Regions from separate parts of the Sus scrofa genome. Here all the other regions are linked to region 1. Evidence: chromatin contacts called from public HiChIP or PLAC-seq data. All regions are on one chromosome and are shown on one strand. The core of a region is the stretch at or near the end of the contact, and the rest is flanking DNA. Distances in the headings are between cores, read along the strand shown. Region 1 overlaps LOC100620992 (general transcription factor II-I repeat domain-containing protein 2). Region 2 overlaps GTF2I (general transcription factor II-I). Region 3 overlaps GTF2IRD1 (general transcription factor II-I repeat domain-containing protein 1).

Region 1 (3,312 bases), core at 767-3,266:
TCAGAATCAACCGAAGTGTTATAGGTGCTTTTACCCGTCAAACAAGACGGAGTGAGCCAGGGACGGGCTAGCTTTTTCTGGAACAGCAGATAGTAAGTACGTTAGTCTCTGTGAGTCATGACAGCCCCGCAGAGCCCCTCAGCTTGCTTTTGTAGGGTGAAACCAGCAACAGGCAACACACATATTACGTGTACATCAGACAGAGAAAGACAAACACCCTATGCTATCACTTATATGTGGAATGTACACTATGACACCAGTGAACTTAGCTATAAAGCAGAAACAGACTCACGGACAGAGAGAACAGCCTTGCGGTTGCCAGGGGGTGGCGGGAGGTGGAAGAGGGCTGGATTGAGAGTCTGGGATTAGTCGATGCAAACGGTTACCTAGAGAGAAGGAACACAGAACAGGGTCCTTCTGTAGAGCACGGGGAGCTATAGTCCTAAGGGAGACGCGTATGAAGAGGGATTGTATCTGTGCATCATGCAGCTACTTTCCTGTAGAGCAGAGATTAACACAGTATTATGAATCATCTATAGTTCAATCAAATAAATTGTCTAAAAGAAAGAAAGAGGCCGCACATCAGTGAATGTACCTGGGCCGTAAAAAGTTATTTAGGCTGCTGAAATTTGAATTTAGTGTTTAGTGTTATTCTGAACTTAGTTAACCATTTCCAAATCGAAAACACCCTTCTTTGCTCCCAGACCATACAGAGACAGGCCGTGGGCAGGACGTGGCATAAACCTCCCCGGTTTACTCACCCCTGGAGTAGGCCTGCAGGTAACAGGATCCATACCCTCCGTCTAGTCCCCTCTCACTTTACCTGCGCGCCGCAATTGTGTGAACGGCCAAACACACGTAGGTTTTCACCTGCTTCCTTGTTTTAGCCAAATCGGTTCTGTTCCGTTTTGTTTTGTTTGGCCTTTTAGGGCCACATGCACAGCATATGGCAGGTCCCAGGCGAGGGGTCGCATCAGAGCTACAGCTGCAGGTCTCCGCCACAGCCACAGCCACAGCCGCATAGGGGCCAAGCCGCCGCATGACTGAGGCCGGGGGGTGGATCCCGCATCCTCACGACTATGAGTCAGATTTGTTTCTGCTGCGCCACAGTGATGACGACATTGGTTCTGAAATGGAAACAGGCATAGGGATTGCTTGGCACAACTGTTTACACGAGGCTATATGTTCTGTACGTCCTGGATGTCTGAGCATTTTCAGGTGGCATTTTGTCTGTCCACGATATTTGCCTTACCTTTGACCTGAGAACGTAACCCCATCATATGAGCCTCTCTGGCCCAAGAAGCTGCTTTAACCATTTTCAAGTTCTGGCCTGTCCTCCGAGTCCACCCTTCCCTGTCCTGCCTTGTGATGCTGGAGCAGGGCCCCGTGAACAGCGCTTCCTCGGCACCTGGCACAGGGCCCACCTTGGAGGCTCAGGAGGTCCCTGGAGGAAGAAGGCGCTTCCCTTGCCATTTCCAGTAGGTTCTCACTTGCTTGCACCTGCAGCACGGGGTGACCAACAGCAGCTGGGGCTCTCAGGGGTCACCCCTGGCACACACAACGTCCAGTCAGCTGCCCTGGCCAGCTTCCCAGCCTCTCACAGAAGTCCCAGAAAGTTCCAGAAGAATCGGGAGAATCTCAGGAGTACCACGCCCACAGGCAGTCTCGCAGGGAGTCAGTTCCCCCAGTGCCTGAGAAGGGGGCCTTCCAGAAAGTTCTGCTGGCCTCACCCCACAGGTGGTTTCCAGACGTCTATCCCCACCCCAGAGACCAGCTTCCTTGCAGCAACTAGGGGTTGAATCACAGCCACAACAACTCGGGATCCAAGCCATGTCTGCGACCTACACCCCAGCTCACGGCAATGCTGGATCCTTAACCCACTGAGCGGGGCCGGGGATGGAACCCGAGTCTTCATGGATACTAGTCGGATCCATTTCTGCCTGCACCACCACGGGAACTCCACGACAGCTCATCCTACCGGCAGTTTCCTCTGGCGCCTCCAGAGGGCGGGTCCCTGGTGGCCAGCCCCAGCTTGCGGCACCCCTGCATTTCCTGCCTGCTCCCCAGAGGCGGGGTGGGGTGGGGTGGGTGCCTCCCAGAATTAGTTCCTCCCTCAGCCCTCGCAGTAGCTGCTGCTCCTCTGCCTGTTACTCGTCTAGTCTTTACCCCTGTCATCCCTGTCACTAATCCCGCTATCAAACTTTCCATGTTCAAATCAATCCTGACTGACCCTGATTAAAACAATCCTTCAGGAGTTCCCGTCGTGGCGCAGTGGTGAACGAATCCGACTAGGAACCATGAGGTGGCGGGTTCGATCCCTGCCCTTGCTCAGCAGGTTAACGATCCGCCGTTGCCGTGAGCTGTGGTGTAGGTTGCAGACGCGGCTCGGATCCCGCGTTGCTGTGGCTCTGGTGTAGGCCGGTGGCTATGGCTCTGATTGGACCCCTAGCCTGGGAACCTCCATATGCCGCGGGGGTGGCCCAAGAAATAGCAAAAAGACAAAAAAAAAAAAAATCATTAAAAAAATAAAGCAATCCTTCAAAACTCTGGGAGTAGTAGCAGCTGACTGGGGGGCTGGTCTTGGACTTGAACTTGGGCAAGGGTCTTCCTACACAGTGATGGTCACTTGCAGACTGGGCAGCAAATAATTTCCTGGTATCATTTCCTTTGAACTACTGCTATTTCCTTGGCTGTTGAGTTACTGTTTATCAACAGGTTCATTTCAGAGGTGATCACCAAGTTATTTTATCCTGTTCATCGTGAATACGCTGTTGGTTTTCGTTGGCTTTGGCCTCGCCCTCGGCATGCAGAAGTTCCTGGGCCAGGGCTCAAAGCTGTGACAACGCTGGATCCTTAACCTGCTGTGCCACCAGGGAACTCCCAATACTCTGCTGTGTTATTGGTTTTTTTTTTAATTAAAAAATCTTGTTTTAAGTCTATTTCCCCCCGCCCCCCGCCGCCGCCTTTTCCCTTCCTGTACCAGAAGCATGGACATTAAAGACACATACAGTACAGCTACTTGGATGCTGACTTTACACTGCTCACTCGTTGACAGGTGTTGCCGAAGGGCTGCCCGAGGTGAAACCCCCCCATCCTGTCAACGGGATGCAGATCGACTCAGGGGAAACGGAAATACTCAGAAAAGCCGTGGAGGACTATTTCTGCTTTTGTTACGGTAAAGCTCACTTTAGAGATTCATTCTCTGAACAGTCCACCCTGGAAGTGGGGGGGGGGGCAGTATTAGAGATCATTTTATCAGCATGACTGTCCAGACCGGCTCTGACATTGGAAAAATCCACATTCGCAGCAAGC
Region 2 (3,313 bases), core at 757-3,256, 150 kb after region 1:
ACTCGAGCCAGTCTTTACAATCTTATGTTTCTTCACGGAGATCCATTTCAGGGATTAGGTTTATCTATGTCCTTACTGTACTGATCTGTTCTCAAAATAAACCAACAATTAACTACATGTAAGTGTTTTCATTTGACCATACTTTTGCTTTTTAGTTACTGATCCTTGTCATTAATGCTAAATAGCAAAATAATTTTTAAAATTTTATAGCGAGTCAAACAGAGCTCTGAAACATTTTCATATAGGCCATCATCACTCTAATGAAAAAAAAAGCCCTAAGATTCTCAATATTTTTTATTACGTTGATTGCTAAAATACTACTAAATTGTCAAGGAGTTCCCATTGTGGCTCAGTAGTAAGGAATCTGACTAATATCCATGTGTATGCAGGTTTGATCCCTCGCCTCAATCAGTGGGTTTGGGTTAAGGATTTGGCAGACAGGGCTCAGATATGGCATTGCTACGGCATAGGCCAGTGGCTGTAGCTCCAACTCGACCCCTAGCCTGGGAACTTCCATACACCACAGGTGTTTTTAACCCTAAAAAGACAAAAATATAAATTAATTAAAATAAATGTAAAAAAGAAAAAAAAAGATTAGCTGCCTTGATAAGATCATATAAAAAGTTAATTTATATCAAGGGACTAGAATTATATCTCCAAACTCCAAATTACATATTTCATGCACAATAATAATGAAAGAAGGACGGGTTTTTTTAAAAAAAGTAAATAACTACACATTGATTAGAACTGTACAACGGGGCAATCTTCTCATGAGGCAGTAAATTAACTCCACTCATATGCAAACTAAAGCAAAACTATACTACCATTTTTGTCCAAAAAGCAAATATGGTGGACACTGAAGAATCTATCAGTACATCGACATCAGTAACACTTTCTGAAAATAATAAGGGATACTGTTCAAAGGAAAAAATACGAATGAGTTACAGACCAACTGTCTTTTGTCATAAAACACTACTAACAGGCACTGCTAGGCACACATATCTGCATTAACAGTGACAGACAGCCGTGAGAGCTGTTCAAGCAAAAGTTTATCTTAGCAAAACTTTATTAAAATTCCAAGATCCAAGATCCAGGCTCAACTAGGAGGAAATGGATTTGAACTGATTGAGGCACCAGGTCCACTAATTTATTGTCTTCTCAAAATTTTTCTACAGATTGCTTAGGTTATCTGTTATTTTTATATATAATAAGCAGCTAAGATCCACCTGTACATTTACTTAAGTGTGATGAAATAAACTTCAAGACTACAAATATCAGTAACTTTACTAACCTAATGTTTTATACTAGAGCCATATTCACTAAACCCCAGGTACTTGGATCGATTAAAATTGAGAAAATACTCAAAATTAGCTAAAATATTCACCACTAGGATATTGGCCATGGAAGACGACAGACAGTATTTAGGCCAGGTGATGTATCCAAGTATTCAACAGGCTTAAGAGTTTTAAAAAGAGAGAGAGAGAGAGCTAAAGAGAGAGGGGGAAATATTTTAACCAGAAAAATCTTCCACCCAAACAAGTTTTTGACCTCCACTCCCAAAAATGCAGCGTGGCTTTCCTGCGCTGTGCATGCTTTCTCGGCACCAGCATTTAAGATCTGTGAGCTCTTCCTTGGCCTTTTATTCCCCCCAGTGCCTTTTCAGTTGTTTCCATCCTTTGAGATCTAGTTCCAGGGTTTCTTTGTATATGAGTTGAGTTAAAACTCAAATTTACTTCTTTTTTTTTTTTTGGCAGTGTCCATGGCATATGGAAATTCCTGGGCCAGGGACTGAATCCCCACCACAACAGCAACCTGAGGCAATGCAGTGACAACACTGGACATGCAACCGCTGAGCCACAAGAGAACTCCCCCAATTCTTTTTTATTAAGAGCCACTAAAGCCAAGTTTCAAAAAAACTAATGACTAAAGGCACCACCATAGCCTTAGTTATACACACCAACAGAAGCATCTTTAGGAGTTCCCTTGTGTCACAGTGGATCAAGAATGTGGTGTTGTAAACGCAGTGGCTAGAGAGTCACTTCTGTGGAGTGGGTTTGATCACTGGCCTGGGAACTTCCTCACATCCCACGGAGCCAAAAACAAAAAACAAACACAAATCCCTGGAGCTGCAGAGGCACAAGTTCGATGCCTGGCTCAGCACAGTGCTTAAAGGATCTGGTGTTGCCACAGCTGTGGCATAGGTAACCCAGGAACGTCCATATGCCTCAGGAGTGGCCAAAAAAAGGGGAAAACAATTCATCACCTAAAATGTTATACATTTTGTCATAAAATGGTGCCTAAAATAAATGGAAAGGACCTAACAGTTGTCAGCTGGCTTTATCCTAAACAAGATTCAGTCCCATTACAATTAGTTTGGGTTATCGTGTAACATCATATTCCGGCAATCTTTTAAGCTGCCTAAATCCTTCTACCTCTGAAACTGGTTAATACCTAATACCTCCATTTTGTACCAACAATTAATAAATACTAAAAGCTAAAGAATCTGTTTTCTCAGGAAATTTATTCATCCTTAAAATGTCATTACACATTTAGCAAAATCAGTTTTGATTGTGAAAGTAGAATTTATAAGTATCTTAACACTTTTTCAACATATTACCACTTGTTCTAGTCATATCCACTTAGTAGTTTCTATAGAAACTATGTCTAAGATAATTCACTGACCTATTAGTTTATCTTCTGAATGATCCCAAGAAATTAACTTAGTAACTTTTTTTTGGTCTTTTTGCCTTTTCTAGGGCCACATCCGCAGCATACGGAGGTTCCCAGGCTAGGGGTCTAATTGGAGCTGTAGCCGCCGGCCTACACCACAGCTCACAGCAACGCCGGATCCTTAACCCACTGAGCAAGGGCAGGGATCGAACCCGCAACCTCATGGTTCCTAGTCAGATTCGTTAACCACTGTGCCACAGCGGGAACTCCTCACATGTCACCGTCTTAAACATACTAAGTTAGGAGTTCCCATCGTGGCGCAGTGGTTAACAAATCCAATAGGAACCATAAGGTTTCGGGTTCAATCCCTGGCCTCGCTCAGTGGGTTAACGATCTGGCGTTGCCGTGAGCTGTGGTGTAGGTCACAGATGCAGCTCGGATCCCGTGTTAATGTGGCTGTGGTGTAGGCCAGCAGCTACAGCTCTGATTAGACCCCTAGCCTGGGAGCATATGCCACGGGAGCAGCCCTAGAAAAGGCAAAGAGACAAAAAAAAAAGAGAGAGGGTGACATGTGAACAACTGATAACAGAAAAACAATGTAAACTGACCAAGATCACAGATTAAAAAGAATCTAATCCATACC
Region 3 (3,338 bases), core at 89-2,588, 230 kb after region 1:
AAGCCAAGCTCTCTGGGGGAAGGGCGGGGATGCAGCCCCACGCAGCAGCCACCACACCACAGAGAGCTCACACGTCAACACACACATCCCTTAAAAAAAACATCCAGTTAGCAAAACTAAAAATCCCACACCCAACACTGACAGCGAAACAGGTACTTTTACACCTGCCCAGTGTGCACACCCGGACCTCCCACTAACATTGTGTCAGGGAAAGTAAGTCCTGGAGTTCCCTGGTGGCTCAGTGGGTTAAGGATCCGGCATTGTCACTGCTGTGGCTTAGGTCATTGCTAGAATGCAGGTTTGATCCCTGGCCTGGGAGCTTTCACATGCCTCCAGTGTGGCCAAAAAAAAAAAAAAAAAAACCACACCTGGGAATTCCTGTTGTGGCGCGGCAGAAACGAATGCAACTAGTGTCCATGAGGTTGTGGGTTCGATCCCTGGCCTTGCTCAGTGGGTTAAGGATCCGGCATTGCTGTGAGCTGTGGTGAAGGTTGTAGATGCAGCTCAGATCTGGCGTTGCTGCCCGGCAGCTGCAGCTCCGATTAGACCCCTAGCCTGAGAACATCCATATGCCGCAGGTGCGGCCCTAAAAAAAACAAAAAAAGGTCCTTACTTAAGTATTTATGGATGAAATGACATGATGTCTCAGATTCCTTTTTTCCTCTTATGGTCACACCCCATGTCATATGGAAGTTCCCAGGCTGGGGGTCAAACCTGCACCTCCACAGTGACTGGAGCTGCTGCAGCCAGATTTTTTTTTTTTTTTTTTAAGTATAGTTGATTTATAACATTGTGCCAATTTCTGCTGTGGTCGAATTCTTTTTTTTTGGGGCCGCATCTGTGGCATATGGAAGTTCCCAGGCTAGGGGTCGAATCGGAGCAGCAGCGGCCAACCTACGCCACAGCCGCAGCAACTGGGGATCTGAGCTACATCTGTGACCTACACCGCAGCTCACAGCGACGCCAGATCCTTAACCCACTGAGCGAGACCAGGGATTGAAGCTACATCCTCAGGGATACTAGTCAGGTTCATAATCTGCTGGGCCACAACGGGAACTCCCTTAGGTTTGTTTTAAAATACTAAAACTATCAAAGCGAGCCTGAGGAAATGGATGAAATAAAATTGGCAAAATGCTGGTAAGTGCAGAAGCGGGGCGGGGGATGGTTGCATGGTGCGTCACTGCCTTGTTCTCTCTGGTTTTGTATGTTTGAAAACTGACTCCAAAATAAGAAGTGAAAAAGACACCGCAAACCACGAGCAGAGTTCCTGTTAGTCTCAAAATGAACCCCCCGCCTGCCCGCCTCTCCTCCCTCATTGGGATCCGCCTCCCACCAGCTCCCGTGCCTGGTCCCAGGCCCTCCTGCCTTCGCCCTGCTCCCTGAGCGGTTCCCTCCGCCTGGCAAACTTCTCTCTGATGTTTGTCCCCTCCTGACATTCAAGTCCTGGTGAAAACGTCCCTGGAGTTCCTGCTGTGGTGCAGTGGGTTAAGGATCAGAGTCAGTCCCTGGCCCAGGAACTTCCACATGCCATGGGTGCTCCTAACAAACAAAACAAACTAGGAGTTCCCGTCGTGGCACAGTGGTTAACGAATCTGACGAGGAACCATGAGGTTGCGGGTTTGGTCCCTGGCCTTGCTCAGTGGGTTAAGGATCCAGCATTGCTGTGAGCGGTGGTGTAGGTCGCAGATGTGGCTCGGATCCCGCGTTGCTGTGGCTCTGGCGTAGGCCGGTGGCTACAGCTCTGATTTGACCCCCAGCCTGGGAACCTCCATATGCCGCAGGTGCAGCCCTAGAAAAGGCAAAACGAACAAAAACGAAAAGAAAAACAAAAACAAACCAAAAAAACAAAACTCAAAAGTCCCTTCCTGCAAGGAGCCTTCTTGTTCACTGGTCCAGACGGGCTGTGACGACTCCCGTCTTAGCCGCAGCCTCCTCCCCCCACTTCTCCATTGGCCTGTTTTCCTGTCACCCTCTGCAATTCTTCTCTTTTTCCTACTGTCTTCTCTGCTACAGTACGAAGTGGAGATGATACTAATACATTCATCGCAAAGGACATGTAGAGCGAGCACCTGGTACCGCCTGGTTCTCAGTCATCTAGAAAACGCTCAACCCGTGGTAACAGTATTAGCAACTGCACCATCCTGGCTTCCGCCCTGGCACCTGGATGCCTTCTGCACAGGACCTGGAACCTCTCATTATTCCACCGCCAATTCCTCCCCCTACACTGAGGCCCCTGACGGCAGGGTCAGACCTCCCCCCCGCCTGGAATCTCAGGGCTGAGAGACAGCTGGGCAGACAAGCGTCTGCATGAACAAGCACTTGGCTGTGGGCCACGGCCTTTGCCACACAGCCCAGCGCTAGAGGAGCAGAAATGCTGACTGCCGTCCTTGCCGTGTGCACTGCGGATCGGGGGTTTTTCTCCTTTCTTGGATGGGAGAATGAGGGGTCAGCTCCCGACCGTCATGGGCAGGGCCACTATGTCCCCAGGGAGCGGGCAGGCCAGCTGGGGGCATCTGGAGGCCAGGCTGGCTGCGGAGGGCAGGGGTCTCCTCTCCCCAAGGAAGGCAGCCCCCCACCCCCCCGCCACGACCCTGCCCTCCCCCGAGACGCACTGACCGTATTTCTCGTTGAAAAGCTCCTTCACCTGCTCCCGGAGGATCACCTTCTCCCCGAGTCTGTTGGCATCATCTTCATCTGCGAGAGGAAGACAAGGGGGCACAAGGGTCAGTGTGGCCTCTGCCAGCGGACACGCTTCTTCTCCCACGTGGCGGCCCAGACCCTCACCTGCGGGAACAGGCTCTCCAGGGCCCGCCCACGCCCCTGTGGTGGTTCTGGCCTCAGCTGTCTGTATATCCATCCACTCATCCCACATTCTCTGAACAGCTTCCCCAGCACAGGCCCCACGGCAGGCCCGGAGCACCCCGGGGGAGAGGGGGACCGTGAGCTTCCTCCCCGGGACTCAGAGCCTGGCGGGGATGGTACCCGGTCATAGCGCCCACCCAGCAGTACAGCCTGGACCGGGGCACCTACCCCGTCTATGCAAGTCTGGGGAGGCCCCTGGGAGAGCAGAATGCTCAAGGGACCTCCTGGGAAGCGAGTGACAGATGGGGTGTGGGTGGGAAAAGACCCCAGATGTAGGACTGGCCCAAACGAGGGCACCGAAGGGTGAAAGGTCACGGTATGCTGGGTGCGGCTAGAGCAGGTGGTGGTGTCAGGGGAGGGGCGGGGACGGGTCCAGCGTGGCGTGTGCCAGCCTGATCAAGCTGGGTTATCAGGAACTACGCTGGCTGCCTCACCCACCAAGAACCCAAGGCCTGTGACCGGGGAGACAGGCACAT

The links. HiChIP or PLAC-seq counts read pairs in DNA pulled down with a chosen protein or histone mark.
Region 2: a contact with region 1 is called in an H3K27ac HiChIP or PLAC-seq map of alveolar macrophages. The contact joins two enhancer-like sites. A contact is called at or near these places in 1 of 47 Hi-C or Micro-C datasets (epiblast stem cells) and 1 of 2 datasets of contacts at active chromatin or transcription factors (alveolar macrophages).
Region 3: an H3K27ac HiChIP or PLAC-seq map of alveolar macrophages shows a contact between it and region 1. The contact joins two enhancer-like sites. A contact is called at or near these places in 1 of 47 Hi-C or Micro-C datasets (epiblast stem cells) and 1 of 2 datasets of contacts at active chromatin or transcription factors (alveolar macrophages).

The regions. Positions count from the first base shown.
Region 1 is chr3:11,871,520-11,874,831 of Sscrofa11.1, reverse strand. LOC100620992 (general transcription factor II-I repeat domain-containing protein 2) reads left to right here. Exons shown (of 14, transcript XM_013995562.1): 4 at 3,056-3,175. Among named protein-coding and RNA genes, the nearest start is that of RCC1L, 42 kb to the left of the region's middle. Within about 2 kb of position 2,016, at least 5 of the 83 cell types and tissues checked have an H3K27ac peak or open chromatin away from gene starts, as enhancers often do. A contact at or near this core is called in alveolar macrophages, where this site is marked.
Region 2 is chr3:11,718,329-11,721,641 of Sscrofa11.1, reverse strand. All of the region lies in intron 1 of GTF2I (general transcription factor II-I), which reads right to left. Among named protein-coding and RNA genes, the nearest start is that of GTF2I, 63 kb to the right of the region's middle. Within about 2 kb of position 2,006, at least 2 of the 83 cell types and tissues checked have an H3K27ac peak or open chromatin away from gene starts, as enhancers often do. A contact at or near this core is called in alveolar macrophages, where this site is marked.
Region 3 is chr3:11,643,396-11,646,733 of Sscrofa11.1, reverse strand. It overlaps GTF2IRD1 (general transcription factor II-I repeat domain-containing protein 1), which reads right to left. Exons shown (of 26, transcript XM_021086345.1): 23 at 2,617-2,694. Among named protein-coding and RNA genes, the nearest start is that of GTF2I, 12 kb to the left of the region's middle. Within about 2 kb of position 1,338, at least 14 of the 83 cell types and tissues checked have an H3K27ac peak or open chromatin away from gene starts, as enhancers often do. A contact at or near this core is called in alveolar macrophages, where this site is marked.